Linked DNA regions of Callithrix jacchus: region 1 is linked to region 2. Evidence: chromatin contacts called from public Hi-C data. All regions are on one chromosome and are shown on one strand. The core of a region is the stretch at or near the end of the contact, and the rest is flanking DNA. Distances in the headings are between cores, read along the strand shown. Region 1 has its middle 270 kb from the start of SUDS3. Region 2 overlaps SUDS3 (SIN3A corepressor complex component SDS3).

Region 1 (3,268 bases), core at 380-2,879, 240 kb before region 2:
TTCCCTGTTCTGGACAGTAGTGGAACAGAAAAGGTAGAATAAGGTCCAGTCAGACTGGAAAGCAAACGAGGCTTATATCTGGCAGTTTCCTTCTGGAGACTCCCACATCAAACACCCAATGCTCACAGATCATTGCTGTGGTGCCCTAGAAAGGTCACCCCCAAAGTCCCATTGATTCATTCAACATTTAACAAGTATACAGTGAGCACCTACTATATTCTAGGCATTGTACTGAAGGTAATCCCAGACTCCCTACGTGAAGAAAGACTTTCCCCATCTTCCGTTCCATTCCTTCAAGATCTTTTCTGTTCATTTGTTTTATTCTGTTCAAGAAATGCTAACTGAGTAATGAGTCCATGCCGGGCACTGCAGTTGGATATACAACAGTGAACAAGACAGACCCAGTGAGTGGGACAAGTTGGAAAGAGTACCAGATATGCAGGTGGAAGATGGACTTTGAGCAGGTTGGTTTAACCCCTCAGAATATGTGTTTCCCCACTGGCAAAATGAGAGTGATCCTGCCCAATTCACAAAGACTGTAAATCTCAGGTATGAAGGATGTGAGAATGCTGTGGAAACTTAAAAGTGCTGATCACTCATGGCCCTGGTCACTCATGGCCCTGGGTGGCATACTCAAAGAGTCATTTGAAGGCTATTCAATGAAAGGACTATTTATAGAGGCAGGGGAATGATTGGTGGAACTAGTGAGGAATACGGAACCACTCCGAGACTAACAATAGCAAAGAAAGCTGTTACCACCAGGAAAGCATTAAGGGTTGAGGGGGAAGAGTGTGAGACCAGAACCTCACAAGAGCTGTACAACAGAAGCTGTGGCCGCAGGTAGAAGAACATGGCCATTGTCAAATCCCAGCCCAGAAGGGTGTTTTAAAATATAGGTGTTACTATATTCAGGTATGGTGATGACTACCTGCCATTAAAATATAGTTTGTTACTCACAGATCCAAATGGAGGGAGCTTGCGATGCCATGCAGGGCCACATGGGGGCAGCACCATGACCGGTCAAGAGGCAGAGGAAGCAGGAAGAAAACGTAAGCAGTAGGGTAGGCGGCTAGGGGAGGGACAGCAGTGGGGGAGGGTAGGAAGGGATAACATGGGGAGAAATGCTGGATGTAGATGAAGGGGGAATAGAGGCAGCAAACCACCTGGTTATGTATGCATCTGTGCAACAACCCTGCATGACCTGCACATGTACCCCAGAACCTGAAGTAAAATAAAAATTTTTTTAAAAAAAGAAAGAGCCTTTATTGTGATTTCTGAGGGAAGAAACGGGTGAGGCAGGATAAGCAGGTGTAGTATTGGGTCGTCTGAATAATTTCAGTATGCTCTGGGGCACATAGGCTAACTCTAGTTCTCGGTACTGGGCCCTCGGGTGATAAGGGCAGGCGGGTAGTGGTCCAGAGTGTGGAAGGCTGATACCTGGAAATGTGTAGGGGGATGGGTTTGTATCCGTGAGTTTGCGAATAGAAGTTGCAGTCCTGGAGTGAGCTGTTTGCACTCTCTAGGAATTGCCTAGCCCTGGGAGGGGCATTCTGTTTAGACTCAGCAAGGCTCCAAGGTATTGAAGTATCAGAATAAAAAGACATGCTTTGCTTCATACACACGAATGGAGTTGGCAGCAGGTAGGGAGAATGCCTGATCCTTCTCTCCTTTCCGTAAATCCCCTGCCACTTGCCTCCTTCTTGGCTGAATTCAGCAAGAGCCCAGAGGGCGAGGGAGCTTGGCTGATGCTGTCTGTATAGTTAGCCTTCCAAGGAACACGGTGGGAAGGAGCAAGAGAAAGTGAATTTAGAAGGGCGAGTGGAGACTCCAGCATAAATGCTGGGAAGAATTAATAAGTGGCATGCCTTATGGTATATTTGTCTCTAACGGGGCCCGTCATCCACACATCCTTTCAAAATAATAATAATATCCCATTTATTGAGCATGTATTAATTGCCAGCACTACTAAGTGCTGTACATACTTTATTTAATCCTCATTACAAACATGCATAATATTACTGTTCCCATTTTACAGACAAGGAAAGGAAGGCTTGAAGATGTTCACTGACGCCTGAGATCATACTGTTGGATTGGTGTCCAGACCTGTCTGACCCCAATACTTACACCTGTCACTACGATATAGTCTTGCCTGGCTGATTCCTTCTTTTTCTCCTTGTTATTGGTTTTTGAAGGCTCTGTTCAAATCTCACCCCTTCCACAAAGAGTTTAAGCATAATTTCAACCACCTTTTTTTTTTTATGAGACAGAGTTTCGATCATTGCCCAGGCTGGAGTGCAACAGCATGATCTCAGTTCGCTGCAACCTCTGCCGTCTAAGTTCAAGTGATTCTCCTGCCTCAGCCTCCCAAGTAGCTGGGATTACAGGTCATCACGCCCGGCTAATTTTGTATTTTTAGTAGAGATGGGGTTTCTCCATGTTGGTCAGCCTGGTCTCAAACTTCTGGCCTCAGGTGATCCACCCTCCCTGGCCTCCCAAAGTGCTGGGATTACAGGTATGAGCCACCGTGCAGGGCCTATTCTCTACTCACCTTATAAGGACACCAATCATTGGCTTTATGGCCCACCCTAATCCAGTATGAGCTCATCTTATATCTGCAAAGACCCTATTTCTAAATAAGGTCACATTCTGAGGATCTGGGTGGACATAAATTTGGGAGGACACTATTTAACCCGCTACAATTGAACTTTGTTATCAATCGATTACTATTTGTTAAGGTTTGACTGCATGTGTATGTCCCTTTTTACTCAACCACTTTACAAACTCGAGATTAGAGTGCATGTGTAATGTTTTTCAAATCTCCCATTTTCATCAACACTTAAGTATCTGCTGAATGAATAAATGATTGAATGAGTGAACTGTGAGATAATAGAGAAGTTGCAAACTCAAGAACCAGGCTGATAACAGAAATGTTGACTGGAGCAGACCTGGCAGGGCCTCGGGGAGAACTAAAGGACATGTCCTAAGTGAGGGAACAGCTAGTCAACTCCAGACAACCCGTGCCATCAGAATCAAGTCCAGAGTTGCCAAGAGGACTGATTTTTTAATAGAAGCAGAAGATATGGCTTTTTACATGAAGCATCCCAAGTTTTGAATGTAGGCAATAAATTCAAACTTCTATAACCCAATACAGAACAGACAAAATGTGCTAATGAACTGGATTTGGGGTACAGGCTACCCCCTTGTAACTTCTGCTTAAAACCCAAAAAGTGACTCTCAAGGCATCATTTCAGGCAAGCCAGTGATGAAG
Region 2 (3,229 bases), core at 656-3,155:
CCCAGGTAGATCCTCATCTTGGTACTGTCACTTGTCTTCCTCACCCAGATCTGCAGCGGAGAAGAAAGGGAGAGAGATGAGAAGTCAAAAAATACAGAAGAGCAAATCTACACCAGCAAAACATCTGCACAAGTTAGACACAGGCAGAAAACCAGCAGCTACTTCCTGGAATGAACTGTCTCAACTTGCAAGGGCTTCACAAGCACACCGGACCTCCGGCCATCTAAGGCATTGCCACTGGGAACCAGCATCAGCCTTGAACTCATTTATCGGCCATCTCTCTCACATCCGTGATTACAAAAATGGAAAGCACAGCAATCTTGGGTTCCATTTCTACCTTGATCTTAAAGATGCTTTTAAATTTGGTTTGATTACAGTTTATCAACACTCAAGGGACATCTATTCATAAACACAAACTTTCAATCAAATTTGGAAGTATTTTTCTTGCCCCAAGGGACTTGCATATTATAGAACCTTTCAATACTTTGATTTGCTGGCAATGAAGGCTAATGGTTGTGCAGAAAAAGGGGGAGGACAAGTAACAACAATAGAAAAATGCCCACTAATGAGCTAAGGCCCAGTCAGGAAAGAAACATGGTAAACCAAAGACAAATGAAGACTAAACCAAGGACAACTGTGTCAAGAATAAAATGAAGCTAATAAACACTTGTCCTTGAAAACCAAGAAATAAAAAAGAAGCCTGAGAAGTCTGTCTGAGAAGAGACACAAGAAATCTCAAGAAAGAGACATAAGAGAAGAGGATGAAAACTGAGGTAGTGATGCTTATAAAGGACAAATGTAATACCTCAACAGAAATCCATTCACATTAGAGAAAAGAGGGTGCGATGATAGTCAATATTTACCCCAGTGGAAGAGTAAAGAAACTTATCTGCAATTCATTCTTCAACCAGAAGGTTGAAGCACCTCTAAGAGTCCTTCCCTCCTCACCATACCCCTCTACCTCCGATGGTATCAGATTACAGTGCATTTTACAGGGCAGATGTATTCTTCTGTAGAATTGAGAATGAACTCTTGCAAGAGGGGGCTGCCAGGGCTGACAAGTGCACTGGATAAGGGGCATTCTAAAGCCATGGGTGAACATGGGAGCTGCTGCCAGTCACCTGACCCCGAGTCAGGGTCACTGAGCTCTGACTGTGCCAGACACCGTGCTGATCAGGCTGAGCTTTATCAGCTGCAAGACAACCCTATGAAATAAGTACTATTATTGGCCCCATTTTAAAGAAGAGGAAACCAAAGCTCAGCAAGGCTGAGTCACTTATCACAATGTGAATTCTGGCAGCTGATATCAAAGCCCCTGGCTCTTCTCTACTAAAGCAGTCTCTGGCTTCTTCTTGTCTCTTTTTCTGTAACATGCAATTAAATGGAGCCAAAAGCAGAGTTTTTAAAAGTCTACATCTCACCCATATATACGAGTTTACAGATGTATCTCCTCCTTCCTGGACTCAATTTTCAGGTTTTAAAAAAGCTCATTCTCAGTTTTATCTCAATTTCTTTAATGTGATTATTCAGCAGTAGAGAGACTTTAAAGTCAAATACACTGGCTTAAAAATTTAAAAAGTTAAAGACCTCACAGGAAGCTAAGCCTCCAGAGGACCCTGCAGAATCATTTTAAACTGAAAACCTGATCTCAAGAGAGGCTAAGTCAGGGAGTCATCAACACACTCAGAGCTACCCACCAAACCTGCTCGGAGTCAAGCCAAGTAGCTCCAGTGTCACCTAGGATTTGATATGAAAAATTAGCTGGAACATTTCCAAGAAATGAGAACTGTTTCCCCACTGCCAGAGTGGCATGTCTTCAATGCACTGAGGCTTCTCCCCTCCAGGAGACATGTTTCCGTGTCACTGTTTGTCAGATCTCACTGTATGTCAAGAAGTGACAAGAGTCAGCAGAAAGAGAGAAAAAAACTAACTTGCATTTCTATTTTTCTGAAAAACCTTGAGATATCACAGAGAATAATGCACTGGTTCTGAAGTTAGGGTCAGGTACTAGAAGGCCATGTGCTTTCTGGAACAACCCAGACAGCCAGGTGCAAATGCTTATCATGAAATTGTGACACCTCTTAGCTAACTAAGGAACAGGTCTATTTGATTCCCTGTTCTGGTTCTGACTTGGCTTGAGGGGACTCACACAGATCCTCAGCCCAGAGAAGAATGGCATTCATTTATCTAGAAGGCTCTCCCTAACTTCTAAGTAAATAATCATTTTGCAAACTAGTCACACTTCGGGGCATTTTCAATTCAGGAAACTGGAAGAATAGAAGAGGCTTAAGTTATTTCATAATCCAGTTTCATTAGATTTACTGTGCAATGGCACGAATAAGTTACAGAGGTTAGACACATAAAAATCTATTTCTTTGCAGACATTTGAGAACTGATAAAACATTAAGCCAATCCAGCTATTAAAGTTTTAAACTTTTTTTTTAACTAACAACATTAAGTTACATGTTGCTGACATACTCCTAATGAAGGACCACTTGGAGAACTCAGAGGGCAGTCACATCATCCTCAGGTATAACCCTCTGAGCTGACTTTTAAACCAGACCCCATCCTACAGGAGTGTCTCGAGGAGACCAAAACCAAGGGCATGAGCCTGGCAACTTGTTCAGAGGCACGACAGGACACCTCAGCTGGAAGAGACAGCAGGCAAGTGGCGAGTGGGTCGTTTCAGGCCAGCACTCATTTAGTGAGCACTTAACTGGGTGCTAGACCCTGTGCCAGGTGCCTCATTCAATCCTCACAGCAAGAAACAAATCTATTGGTATGTGTAAAAGTTCTAGAGAAACAAAACCAAGAGGGAACATGCTCCACAGGCAAGCTCCATTCTCAGTAGATGGTTACCTTAAAAAGAAGCAGTACCTGAATGTATAGACACCATACACACTTGCTTTTTGTTCTTTCCTGGAATCTAGCTCCGTGGTTCCCAAATAAGTAGCTGTGCAAGAAGTTCAAAAATACCCCATGGAATAGACAAGTCTGCATATATTGCAGTCAAGCAAATGTAAGGGCTTTTCAAGATTGATTCTGACCATGTGCAATTTCTGCTTGACTTTAGAATCTACCCTACATAGAAGACATGACTCCACTGTACTTCCTTGGTGGCACTTTCACTTCAGGTTTTCATATCGACACTTCACAGTGCACACTTTGCTTTCCTAAAAGTGAGGGAGTGTGGTTCCCACCTCATTGGCTCCTACAGAACTGATCACGC

Evidence for each region. A called contact is a pair of places that touch in the nucleus more often than the background predicts.
Region 1: a contact with region 2 is called in a Hi-C map of skeletal muscle, with 2.1 times the contacts expected there. The contact joins two enhancer-like sites. A contact is called at or near these places in 2 of 3 Hi-C or Micro-C datasets (induced pluripotent stem cells and skeletal muscle).

What each region holds. Positions count from the first base shown.
Region 1 is chr9:121,704,977-121,708,244 of calJac240_pri, reverse strand. No RefSeq gene overlaps it. Among named protein-coding and RNA genes, the nearest start is that of SUDS3, 270 kb to the right of the region's middle. Within about 2 kb of position 1,629, at least 1 of the 16 cell types and tissues checked has an H3K27ac peak or open chromatin away from gene starts, as enhancers often do. A contact at or near this core is called in skeletal muscle, where this site is marked.
Region 2 is chr9:121,469,262-121,472,490 of calJac240_pri, reverse strand. SUDS3 (SIN3A corepressor complex component SDS3) reads right to left here. Exons shown (of 12, transcript XM_002753054.7): 11 at 3,201-3,229; 12 at 1-50. Among named protein-coding and RNA genes, the nearest start is that of SUDS3, 35 kb to the right of the region's middle. Within about 2 kb of position 1,905, at least 1 of the 16 cell types and tissues checked has an H3K27ac peak or open chromatin away from gene starts, as enhancers often do. A contact at or near this core is called in skeletal muscle, where this site is marked.